Regions from separate parts of the Zea mays genome. Here region 1 is linked to region 2. The links are chromatin contacts, called in public Hi-C maps. All regions are on one chromosome and are shown on one strand. The core of a region is the stretch at or near the end of the contact, and the rest is flanking DNA. Distances in the headings are between cores, read along the strand shown.

Region 1 (5,486 bases), core at 1,797-4,296, 93 kb after region 2:
CACAGATTTTGAGAAAACCGAAGTGAAACCAGGGTAAAATGGAAGTTTTAGATCAAGGATTTTGAGCTTTAGTACCAACACCAACCTTCTTTTTGGATCCCCCTTGATAGTACGACGATTCCTATACTCAAGTTAAATAAAATATAATTAAGTAAACTCCTTGAGTAATTGGTGTCTCAAGTGTGATTTCTCCATGGTGTTTCTTCATAAGGATCACAAACATCTTTGTCTCACCTTTTGAAGCAAACACAAATCGAGCCTATGACTTGTGCCATTTCACCATATATGAGTTCAAATCATGGCTTCAAGTCACCTTACTGATGCATCAACATGTTGTAACTCTTCATAGCTGATTAGTTCATCGACTTAGTGCAAGTACTCTCTTCTTCACCTTAGCCATGGTACCTCGGTCTACAAGCCGTCGCTTGGCCTTCACCTCCGCTTAGTTCCTCGAAGCCCTTTCCTTGCTATCTTCACCCTATCAAGCCATTCTTGAGTCACATCCTATTGAGCATCCATTGAGAGAATCATTTCTTCAATATTGTGAACCTTGCTTGAATGTCATCTAGATATAACTGCTAAGATCAATCAAGCTCTAGTTTGATTCTCATATATTCATATATGGACTAATAGTAATATGGTCAAGCCAATTCACGATTCCTCATATCTTATTCACTTTGGCTTGACCAATCCTCTTAATCACTTCAACCTCTATTATGATCATATTTATGCATAGTGATTTCTCAGGACTTATCCATATATTCAAACCAATATAGAGACCATATTATATCCATTTGCATTGTCTCACTGGTTATTTGACCTTGTATTGAACCTTGTTCACTGATCAATATACACTATTCAAGTATGTTCATCATACTGAATTTCTTGTTCAACACTTAGCAAACTTGTTAGACCTTTAAATGTGTTGTTATCCAAATCACCAAAACTCACAAAAGGGATGAATGCACTTTCATATCGTCACGAATGAACAAGAACAATATTGAATTACATTTGTACCTTCGGCTTGACAGAAAGCAAAAGTCCAAGCGTGACGCACGAGTGAATACAAGTCAGTGTGAACAGTACGGGGGTATGTTTATCTATTTATAGGCACAGGATGCAACCTGTGAGAAATTACACTCATGCCCTTTACATTTGCTATTAGCTTATAGAAAAATCTATGAGGACTGAATAGCTTTTTCCCCTTTAAGTCGGTTCCTTTTCTCGTGATTGAGCCGAAGCTCCTTTGTGCATAGCTTCGGAGCGGCGACAACCTTCGTCACGATCATGTCCCTATCATGTATGCTTTTTAGTCCTGAATCTGAAGGTACCTGTTTATAAATCAGACTTGACAAACACTGTTAAATTACGTTTTTGAGGACCTTCGGAGGACAAAGGCCCCCAACAATGATTTATGTATATCCAGTAGCTAATTTATAACACTCCTTGTTGCGTTTTACGCTGTTATATAACACTTTATGTTCAATCCTGAGGATTTTTAGATAATGAATACAACATATCAGAGTTTATCAACGTCTCTCACTTTGGTACGGTATTTTATATTCAAAATGGAGCATTTTTACGCACAAAACTGAAGGTCTTTACATTCGAACTTTACATATGTCCACCATTGTACGGCATGCTAGTTTCTTATACTTACCATAAGTTTTTGACCTGAAACAAATCAATAAAATGCTTACCGTAATATATATATTCCCATATAGTAGTATGTGTGCTTGATTTAATTCTGGTATTATTTTCGGAGTTTCCAAAGGTACACAACAGATAAATACTATGCTGTACCTAGCTAAATTTATTGTATCCAACTATCCATTAAATTTGATTGGCTGTTCTTGGTGGACTGTCCGAATTAACTGTTTCGTTCCGTGGGGTCGCCGTCGCTCCATGCATTCAAGTTGCTTTGCTGACAGATGATAGGTAGGAATAGTATTAGGGGCATATACAAGCCCCAATCCTTTAGATCGGTTTTTCAAGTATAAAACATATTTAAGAAACTATATAATACAACCCATAGTCTATAGATTATATATAAACGCAGTCGCGTAGATACAATTTCTTCGTAAATAGTCTGTTTCTTGATTTTTTTTCACTCACCCTCGGGGCATATACACCTAAAAAATGTATGATACAACTTTGAATCTTTGTATCATAAATATAGTTAAAAAAACAATATGCATGGAGAATGATCCTGTACTTTTTGTTTCATTTAACTCCTAGAGACCCCTTGAGAGACCCTATATTAAATGAGATCTACGTGTTAATAGCATTGTAGATTTGACTTATGCATGTGTCCCACTTTCTTTCTTCACTATCTATCTACCTATATGTATCCATCCAGTATCCTATCATATATCGACCTCTTCTCTTGGTAAGAGATTAACCGTCTGCCAGGCGAAGCGACCTTGATTTCTCTAGCTATACTGGCCAGGCCGGCTTAAGCACTATATTGTGCTATGGATCGAGCAAAAATTGTGTGCACTCCTCACACTACAGCTCGACCAGCAGCAGCTCTATCTTCTTCTCTGCATCAACGGCCGACCGATGGAGCAACACACAAATTGGATGCATCATGCATTAGCCCGCTAATGTACGCTAGGGTTGCGCACAAAACGGCATCAATAGTTAGTTAGAGGGGACACATTAATTTCGCGTGACCGGACTCTACAATGCAATAGCTAACTAGACTGGGGTGTGTGTGTGTGTTTGTCGATCGATCGATCGATCTTGCGTTTCACAACAGTGTACGCACGACATGCGCATAAATAAAAGCTGCCACCCATTTCATAACGATCACATTGCTGTGCTGTGTTGCGAATTGAAGGGGCCTGCACGCTGATCGGCCAACATTGAATTCGATTCAAGGCTTACAGAAACAAAGAGAGAGAGAGATCAGGTGGTCCCATTCTGAAAAGAAAAGAAGAAAAAAAAAGACAACAGCTGCGTGCGTGCATAAACAGGCTTGTAACAAATCTTGTAGTCCATCAATCATGCACACAGGAATGCAGATCCGTTCTAGATAAACCCAGCCCAAGAGGAACATCCGACTATCACTGTCTTGTCTAAATGAAATGGGCCTGAGCCCAGCCCATCCATGTAACTTGATCCATACGATTATATGAAATACTCACAGCCCAGTGGGTTAGGGTTTTACACACCATTCAATGATTCAAGTAGCAATTTAAACTCTGGCTCAAGCAATGAAGTGAAATTTTTTGAGTGCTGCCAAGGATGTAGACTGTTAGAGACTTATTCTCAAATGCTATGAAATTAAGAACAAGGCAACACAAAATGTTAATGATTAAAGCCCTTCGTCCTCCGAAGCATTATCTCCCTTAGGATATAATGATCTTCAGACGAGGGTCATGAAGGACGTACCTTCATCATCGCAGTATATATTAATGAAAGAAGAAGCATATGAAACATGAGAGACAACATGGATAATTATACATCATCTTTAATATATCTTTATTAAATCATCATAAGTGAATATGAACAATATTGAATTACATTAGTACCTTCGGCTTGACAGGAGGCAAAAATCCAAGCGTGACGCAAGAATGAATACAAGTCAGCGTGAATAGTACGGGGGTACTGTTCATCTATTTATAGGCACAGGGCGCAGCCTGTGTAAAATTACATTCATGCCCTTTATGTTTACTATTGACGTAAGGACAATCCAACGAGGACTAAATAACCTTTTCCCCTTTAAGTCGGTTCCTTTTCCCACCGCTGAGCCAAAGCTCCCTTGCGCGTAGCTTCGGAGCTGCATCATCCTTCGTCTCGACCATGCTTTTCATATCGTGTACAGTTTTATTCTGAGTCCGAAGGTACCTGTACATATATTATACTTGGGAAACATTATTAAATCATGTTTTTGAGGACCTTCGGAAGACGAAGGCCCCCAACAGTAGTCCCTCGCAGTATTAATTTGTTATAACAATGAATTCAGACTGCGACATGAACGAAGGCCTTAAGCCGAAGGTCCGAAAAAACCTTCCCTTTGCTAGAATAGCAATAGTCAATGACAGGTGGGGTCCACCAAGTTGCAAAGCACTGGGCGTATAAATATGAACCCACACCGGCAACATTTGATACGCCATTTCTAGCATTCGCGTTATTTTCTCAAACTTTTTAGCTCTTGCTCACTGGTTCTCGCCTGATTTTCAAGCTTTTCGAGCTTCAGTTTAAAGACGTGTTTTCACCATGTCTAGGGGAAAATGACTGAGGAAAAGAAGATGACTGCGGAGACGAAGCTAACTGAGGAGACGAAGTTGTTTGAAGAAAAAAACTATGGATCCTTTTATCGCCAGGTTTATTGATTCTTTGTCAAAAACAAACACAAAGAAGATTACTAAAGAGATACTAGAAGGTTTGTCTGAAGATACTGATGACAGTGATAGTTATGATATGGAAAGTGGAGACGAAGATTCTAAAGATCGGCCCTGGCGACCAAGCCATACTGTCTTCGGAAAATCGACTATTAAACAGAGTCATCTTGACAACATGAGAGGAAGGTACTTTCGTGACATGTCTATCGTGAGAGTTGGCGGAGACAACATCGTCCCTGCCCCTGAGGAAAATGAAGTTGTTATCTACCAAAGCTTTTTTAAGGCTGGTCTTCGGTTCCCTTTAAGCAAGTTTGTGGTTGAAGTGCTGAAGATGTACCAGATCTTCCTTCATCAGATCACCCCCGAAGCTATAATTAGGATGGGGATTTTTGTCTGGGCTGTGAGGAGTCAAGGGCTAGAGCCGAGCGCAAAGTGCTTCTGCAGCATGCACGAGCTCTTGTATGAGACGAAGGCTACTAGCAAAGAACAGTACCACAACAACTTCGGTTGTTATGGATTTATTGCTCGCCCCAATGCAAGCCACCTGGTCCCAACATTCCGGAAAAGATGGCCTGGGTCCTGGATAAGGGAGTGGTTTTATGTTAAAAAATGATTGAAAGGCAAGGGAAGACATTAAAGAAATCATTCAGTGACACATCTGGTCTCGCTTCGGCCTCCGAAGGCCAAAGGTAGAAATTGATGGCAATGTTGAAGCATGTTAGAGGGCTTTTAGCACTGTGTATGCCTTCATTGGCACAAGGGATTAGATTCAAGAGCATATATCCTTCAGGGTATGTCCACTTGTGGAAAGCGTGGATATGCCGAAGGAGACCGCCGCCAGCTCTAATGAGGGTGGTCTGGTCCGACTGAAGTATACCTTCAGATTTAGGGAGAAGTTTGATGAGCAGAACGATGACTGACTGAAGTGTATCGAAGCTACCAGCGATGAGCTACTTAGAGCATACACCAAGGCCGAAGATAATGCTTTGTCCGCAGCCTTTGGAGGTCGGGGCAAGAAAAGATTAAACAAGGTATTTGATGTTATTGGCTTCCTATACCCTGATTACCGTTACCCGCTGCGAGGGCAAGAGAAAAAGAGGAAATTTGCCGCTTCGGTCACCCCGGCTGAGTCGAAGA
Region 2 (5,372 bases), core at 1,668-4,167:
GATATTTTTTTTTCTTTCTTTCTTTCTGCAGAAGTAGTAATCTGGCTGTATACGTTTATTTTGTTCTCAGAAGGTAGGTAGATATCAGGTCAAAGAAGCATGTAACCTTGCGAAAAGCCAGCATGTCCGCGAAAGGTGAAGCGGTTTTGTGCGAGTAGCCTGCTTTCATGCTTGCCAGTTTGCTGAATTTCAAAAAAAAAAAAAACTACAGTAAGATATAGTCGATTTGCAGCTAGAAGGAGCTCAGAATGCATGCCAGACAACTTACCGGTTGTACAAAGCATTAAAGATGACCCTTCTTAGAGGTCTGAGTTCCGCAATGGCCTTCAAGATACCTAGAGCCATTCATATAAGGGGTTATTTTCGTTAACGAAATTTGAGCTTAGTAGTTGATAGAGATGTTCTTATTTCACTACCTTCATAAATCCTTTCGTACACTCGGGGCACCCCAACCAGTAGAGTCGGCTTCAGCTCCACAATGTCGTCCCTCAAGGCATTCAGATCCTGACAAGAAAGCAAACATTTGGTTCCTGCTTAATGATTAAGGAATGATTACTTGCATGATTAGAGATGCTAATGCAGTGGGTTCTCTCACTCCGTGGTAGTAGCCAATTGAGGCCCCTTTGTGAAAGAAATACTCTTCGATCATGCGGTCAAGGATGTGAGCAAGCGGGAGAAACGACAGGAAGACATCATCTGTTGTCATCTGATCACATGAAGGTATCAAGTTAGTATTCAGCCATGCATCATATCATATAGAACAGAAAACTGTTATCAGATCATGCTCAGGTTTCAGTTCAGTGTAGGATGTGGCTGACCTTATCATCAAACTGGTCCATGAAGAGGTCCACCCCTTTCACATACATGGCGTGGCTTTCATGGGTCAGCATCACACCTTTGGGCTGTCCGCTTGTCCCACTCGTGTACATGACAGTGCAGATGTCACTTGCTTGCGGAGGGCAAGGTTGACGAGGATTATCCTTCCCCTGAAACCCAGTTCCAAAGCATCACTTGGTTACAAATATAACCATCGTAAACATTACATCGCTACAAAACTGACTCTGAAACCTGAATAGGTTTGTCTAGATGTTTGTCAGTAGGTTGAACTGTAAACGACCAACAACCAATGCGCCTACCACTTTCAAGAAATCGTCCCAGGCATACATTTTGATCCCAATTTGATCCGCTTCTTTGTTCTGTTCAGTTGTCGCCGAAGTGAACGCCACCAATGCTGTAACCATGTCCATGTGCTGGATAATGATGTCTGGAAATATAATCTTTCTAAACTACAGATGGACCCTTTTTTTTTTGACGCTGCTAGCTTACCTTTCAGTCTCTTGGCAGACTTGCAGTTTGGGGACAGTATCTGCAGATGAGAAGATCTCATGTAGTGTCAGAATTTTACATGAAAGATCCTAGAGGTAGCAACATGGACAACACTCATTTTGAACCAGACCTCTTTTATTTTCTTGTCCTGTATGAAGACAACATCGATCTCGGCATGATCGATGATGTAGTCGACAGCTCCCGCACCTGTATGCCATGGAAAGGTATTGGCTCTGAATTTCTAATGCCTTACATTTGATTCCTTATTAAAAATAAAAGCGTATGTGTTCCAATATCTTTTTATTGTTTGATCTGAATCATTCTATGACGTGGGTGGTGGGCCTACGATTCAATGGTCTCCCACACTTACCTAAAGTATCGTACAGTGGGACACAGACTAGACTATAGCCATTGCAAGCCTGCAGAAATCATTTGTGGATTAACACAGTTTATCCAGAAAAAGATCTGACGGGGAGAGTTAAAAGCTTAAAATTCATACAAGTCACGGCTGGCAGTTTACCTGCATTGCCACTATCCACTGAGGACAGTTCGCTCCGTAGATCCCCACCCGGGAACCCTGGTACAGTACAGTACGAGAGCCAAACAAAGAAGCATCAGTTCGGTCTGATCCATCGCTGAAATGTTCTAGGACCTCTACGAAATACGAAGACGCGAGACCAGTTTATGCTCTTACTGGCTGCACTCCCAGCTTCTGCAACGCAGAGCCTGCTTGCAGCACCTCGTCGTAGATCTCCTTGTATGATTTCCACAAGTAGGGCCCTGGCTAGAAGGCGGAAACGTAGCGGTTTTTACCAGCCATACAGATGGAAATTGTAAAGCTAAGGAAGACCTGAACTGATGTAGAACACTACTCATGGTGCTGTCGTTTAACCCAAGTTTGCATACCACTCCATCTTTGAACGGACGCCATCCGAGCATCCGGTTGTCGGCATACTTGACTGCTGCTACCCTGCACAAGTGCATATAATATAAAATTATAAACACACCAACCATCACCAAGATTTTTCTGAGCACTGTATAGATAATCTACGTGTGTCTGATATTTTACAGATTCTGTAACTGAAAAATCCAAAGAGCAATAAAGAAAAACAGAGAGAGTAGCTAGACGTGCGAGCGAGTTCTTGGCTGTTGTTTCAGCCAGCCGCCGTGCGTGTCTTACTGTTACCTGAACACGTCCCATGATGTCTTCATGTCAGGCTCAAGCTGCGGGAACCCATCCTTGGCCAGAACGCTCCGGAACACCGGTCCGACCGCCAGCCGGCCGTCCTTCCCGGGCTTCCCGTCCTCCACTTTGATCGTGAAGGTGTTCTTCGGATTCGCCTCCATCTCTGATCAGCGTGGCTCCGGAGGCCCTGAACGTCCAGAACTGGAAAGGTTAGCTCGTCTTTGGTTCACTTCAGTTGCTCCATTGGTTGTAGCATATAAAGCCCCAAGCAAGAGGATCAATTTGAGCTACAGCTATTCGTACAGAGAGAGGGAGAGAGAGAGATAGAGAGAGAGAGAGAGATTACAGAGAAGGGAAGATGGAGGAGGCAGAGCTCTTGAGTCGAGTTGAGAATGAGCTCGCTCCGACGCCCTGGCGATGGGAGGGAGAAGAGAGGCCTCTTCCTTCCCTATATATGCGGTATGCCGAGGGCAAGGGTGCCATGGCGAAGAGAGGTTGTGTGCGGATGGAGGAGAAGTGTTGGCGGGGGCCCGGGCCCCACGCTAACCAACCGAGCGCCGCTGCTGAACTGGAACTTCTTAAGCCCATGTTTAGCGAGAGAGAGAGAGAGACTTCCAAGGATTAAGCTTAATTTGTGTGTGCGCTGAGCGCGTGAAGAATCGGCCTTTCTCACGGAGAGAGAGGTGCTACATGACGCGTCACCTCACCACGCGGGCAGAGGGAGGAAGAGGAGGAGGGTGAGGGTAGTTGGCCCGAGAATAACTGCTGCCCTGCGTCTCCCTTTCCCTTGCTACAGGATATCGGATATCGTTCGCTGCACCTTGCTGCGGCTTTTCAACTACGGCTGTCACTTATACAATATTTTATCTTTATAAATTACAGCTTCAGTAGCTACTGCTGTATTCCAGCCGAACGTGTTTCTGTTCTGCTAGCTCTCAAGGTTTACCGCCGTTGTTTGTAGATTGTTTGGGCCGTGGAATTTGGATCATACAGTGCCTGCTGGCCATGTATAGCTCTTAAGGTTTACAATATTTTAACTATTACCAAGTACCAAGAGCAACATGATTCGCTTTCTAGAATAATGCCTAATAACTAGTAATAGTAAATATATGTATATATATATAAAAAGAAGAAGCATGTATAGCCTGCCCCGGTTTCAGGGGAAACCGAAGGCGGCGAGATCAGAGCGCAGAAGCGTACAAAAATCCATTTTTTTAACAAAAAAAAAAGAGTAGCACGGACAGCATGACACGAGAGCTTTCTGAACGAGATCGAAAGTGACCCCATCCATCTTTTCTACAACAAAGGTTTTTCCAGACATGGCCGACAGAATTCTGAAACCCCAGGTTTTAATTACCGGCAGGCAAGCAGGAGGGGGGGTTCTTGCACGAAGACGATGGGTCGATGGCTGTCCAAGTCCAACAGGCTGAAGATCTGGCTGCTTCTGCTGATTGGTGCGCTCTCACAATCGACGTGCCTTTTCTGGTTGGAAGGTATGGTTACTGCATTGCATGGGCTTTTGTTGTTGGGTATTTCTGCTTTCTGTCTAGTTTGCTTGCTGCTACCTTTCTTTTTCTTATTAACGCGTGGTAGTACCGTTTGATAATCTTCATTTTTTATTGCTCTCGATCTGTATGGTTCATTTTTTTTATTTCGCGCCTTCCTATTTCATGGTCAAAGGATTTGTCACCACGACGGCCTATTAAATACTAGTGTCCTAATAAAACTTGTTTTTTTTATGTCACTATTAAGTCTGGATCAACCAATTGCCAACTTGACATGTCTACTCATTGACTGAATCGTGTTTTTTTTCTTCTTCTTCTTCTTTCAGTTAAGATTCTGAATTCAAACTTGGAAACTGATATGGGTAATGGCTCCACCGGTCCACCCACGCCCAACAAGGGCATCTAAAAAAACAAAGCATGAAATCAGTTAAGCTGTGTTTAAGCAATTAAAACTTGTCTTGTTTTCGAAAAATAAACAAAAAGAGAAGCCCCCTGCTGCGGTATACACATATATCAGACTCTTCTGTGTGTCTTTACAAGATAAAAAAAAAGAAAGAAACGGATATGTTCATTTTAACGCGGCTGCGATTAGCTGCTTCTATTTCTGTACGAAAAAAAGATCTCTAGTAACAGCAAGAGCAAGTCAGCAACGCCCATCCATAATCATGCCCCCTCGTATCATGAGGAAACATTCATACTAGATTGCAGGCTTGCAGCAGCAACATGGCAATAATCCCTGGCCAGTTCTTGGTGAAACAGTGCCATTGATGCTCTTGCTTGGTACAAACTTTATGGTGCTAGGCTGCTAGCTTGGGGTGTATGCATATTGGACAAAGATGGGCACTTGCACGTACCGATGGGCGAGCATTTATTTGGCTGTTCGTGCATATTCGCGTTAAAAGTAATAATTGACGTTTTTTTACAAGGATTTGTTTATTTATTTATTACAAATTGATGCATGGTATGTTACGTCACTTCACTGTGCACGTACTAGGATGGATTTGTGTGCTCACACTACCGGAATCCGGGTCTTTGCCGAGTGCCGGAGTCTTTGCCGAGTGTTTTTTATCGGGCACTCGGCAAAGACTGCTTTGCCGAGTGTCGCCCTCGGTAAAGTCTTACGCTCGGTAACGAGACAGTTTATCGAGTGCAGGACACTCGGCATAGCGAAGCACTCGGCAAAGAGCCCTTTGCCGAGAGGCAAACACTCGGCAAAGACGGCTCTCGGCAAAGGGCCGTTAGCGTCCGTCTATAGTTGACGGCCGTTAGTCTTTGCCGAGGGCCGAAAGCAGACACTCGACAAAAGCAGATTCTTTGCCGAGTGTCAAATAACTGGCACTCGACAAAGGAGGTCT

What was found. Hi-C and Micro-C count contacts between places; a contact is called where the count stands out from the background.
Region 1: a contact with region 2 is called in a Hi-C map of leaf, with 4 times the contacts expected there. The contact joins the enhancer-like site here to the promoter of LOC100279270 in region 2. A contact is called at or near these places in 6 of 25 Hi-C or Micro-C datasets (leaf and tassel) and 1 of 3 datasets of contacts at active chromatin or transcription factors (leaf).

The regions. Positions count from the first base shown.
Region 1 is chr10:86,983,400-86,988,885 of Zm-B73-REFERENCE-NAM-5.0, forward strand. No RefSeq gene overlaps it. Among protein-coding and RNA genes, the nearest start is that of LOC100381935, 52 kb to the right of the region's middle. Within about 2 kb of position 3,047, at least 14 of the 20 cell types and tissues checked have an H3K27ac peak or open chromatin away from gene starts, as enhancers often do. A contact at or near this core is called in leaf and tassel, where this site is marked.
Region 2 is chr10:86,890,161-86,895,532 of Zm-B73-REFERENCE-NAM-5.0, forward strand. It overlaps LOC100279270, which reads right to left and starts at 2,918. Exons shown (of 20, transcript NM_001152291.1): 1 at 2,859-2,918; 2 at 2,513-2,699; 3 at 2,233-2,296; 4 at 2,021-2,110; 5 at 1,847-1,903; 6 at 1,697-1,745; 7 at 1,457-1,533; 8 at 1,327-1,366; 9 at 1,137-1,231; 10 at 819-986; 11 at 596-706; 12 at 417-504; 13 at 269-335; 14 at 107-182. The coding sequence starts at 2,673. It overlaps LOC118473564 (a long non-coding RNA gene), which reads left to right and starts at 2,544. Exons shown (of 3, transcript XR_004853191.1): 1 at 2,544-2,721; 2 at 3,876-5,372.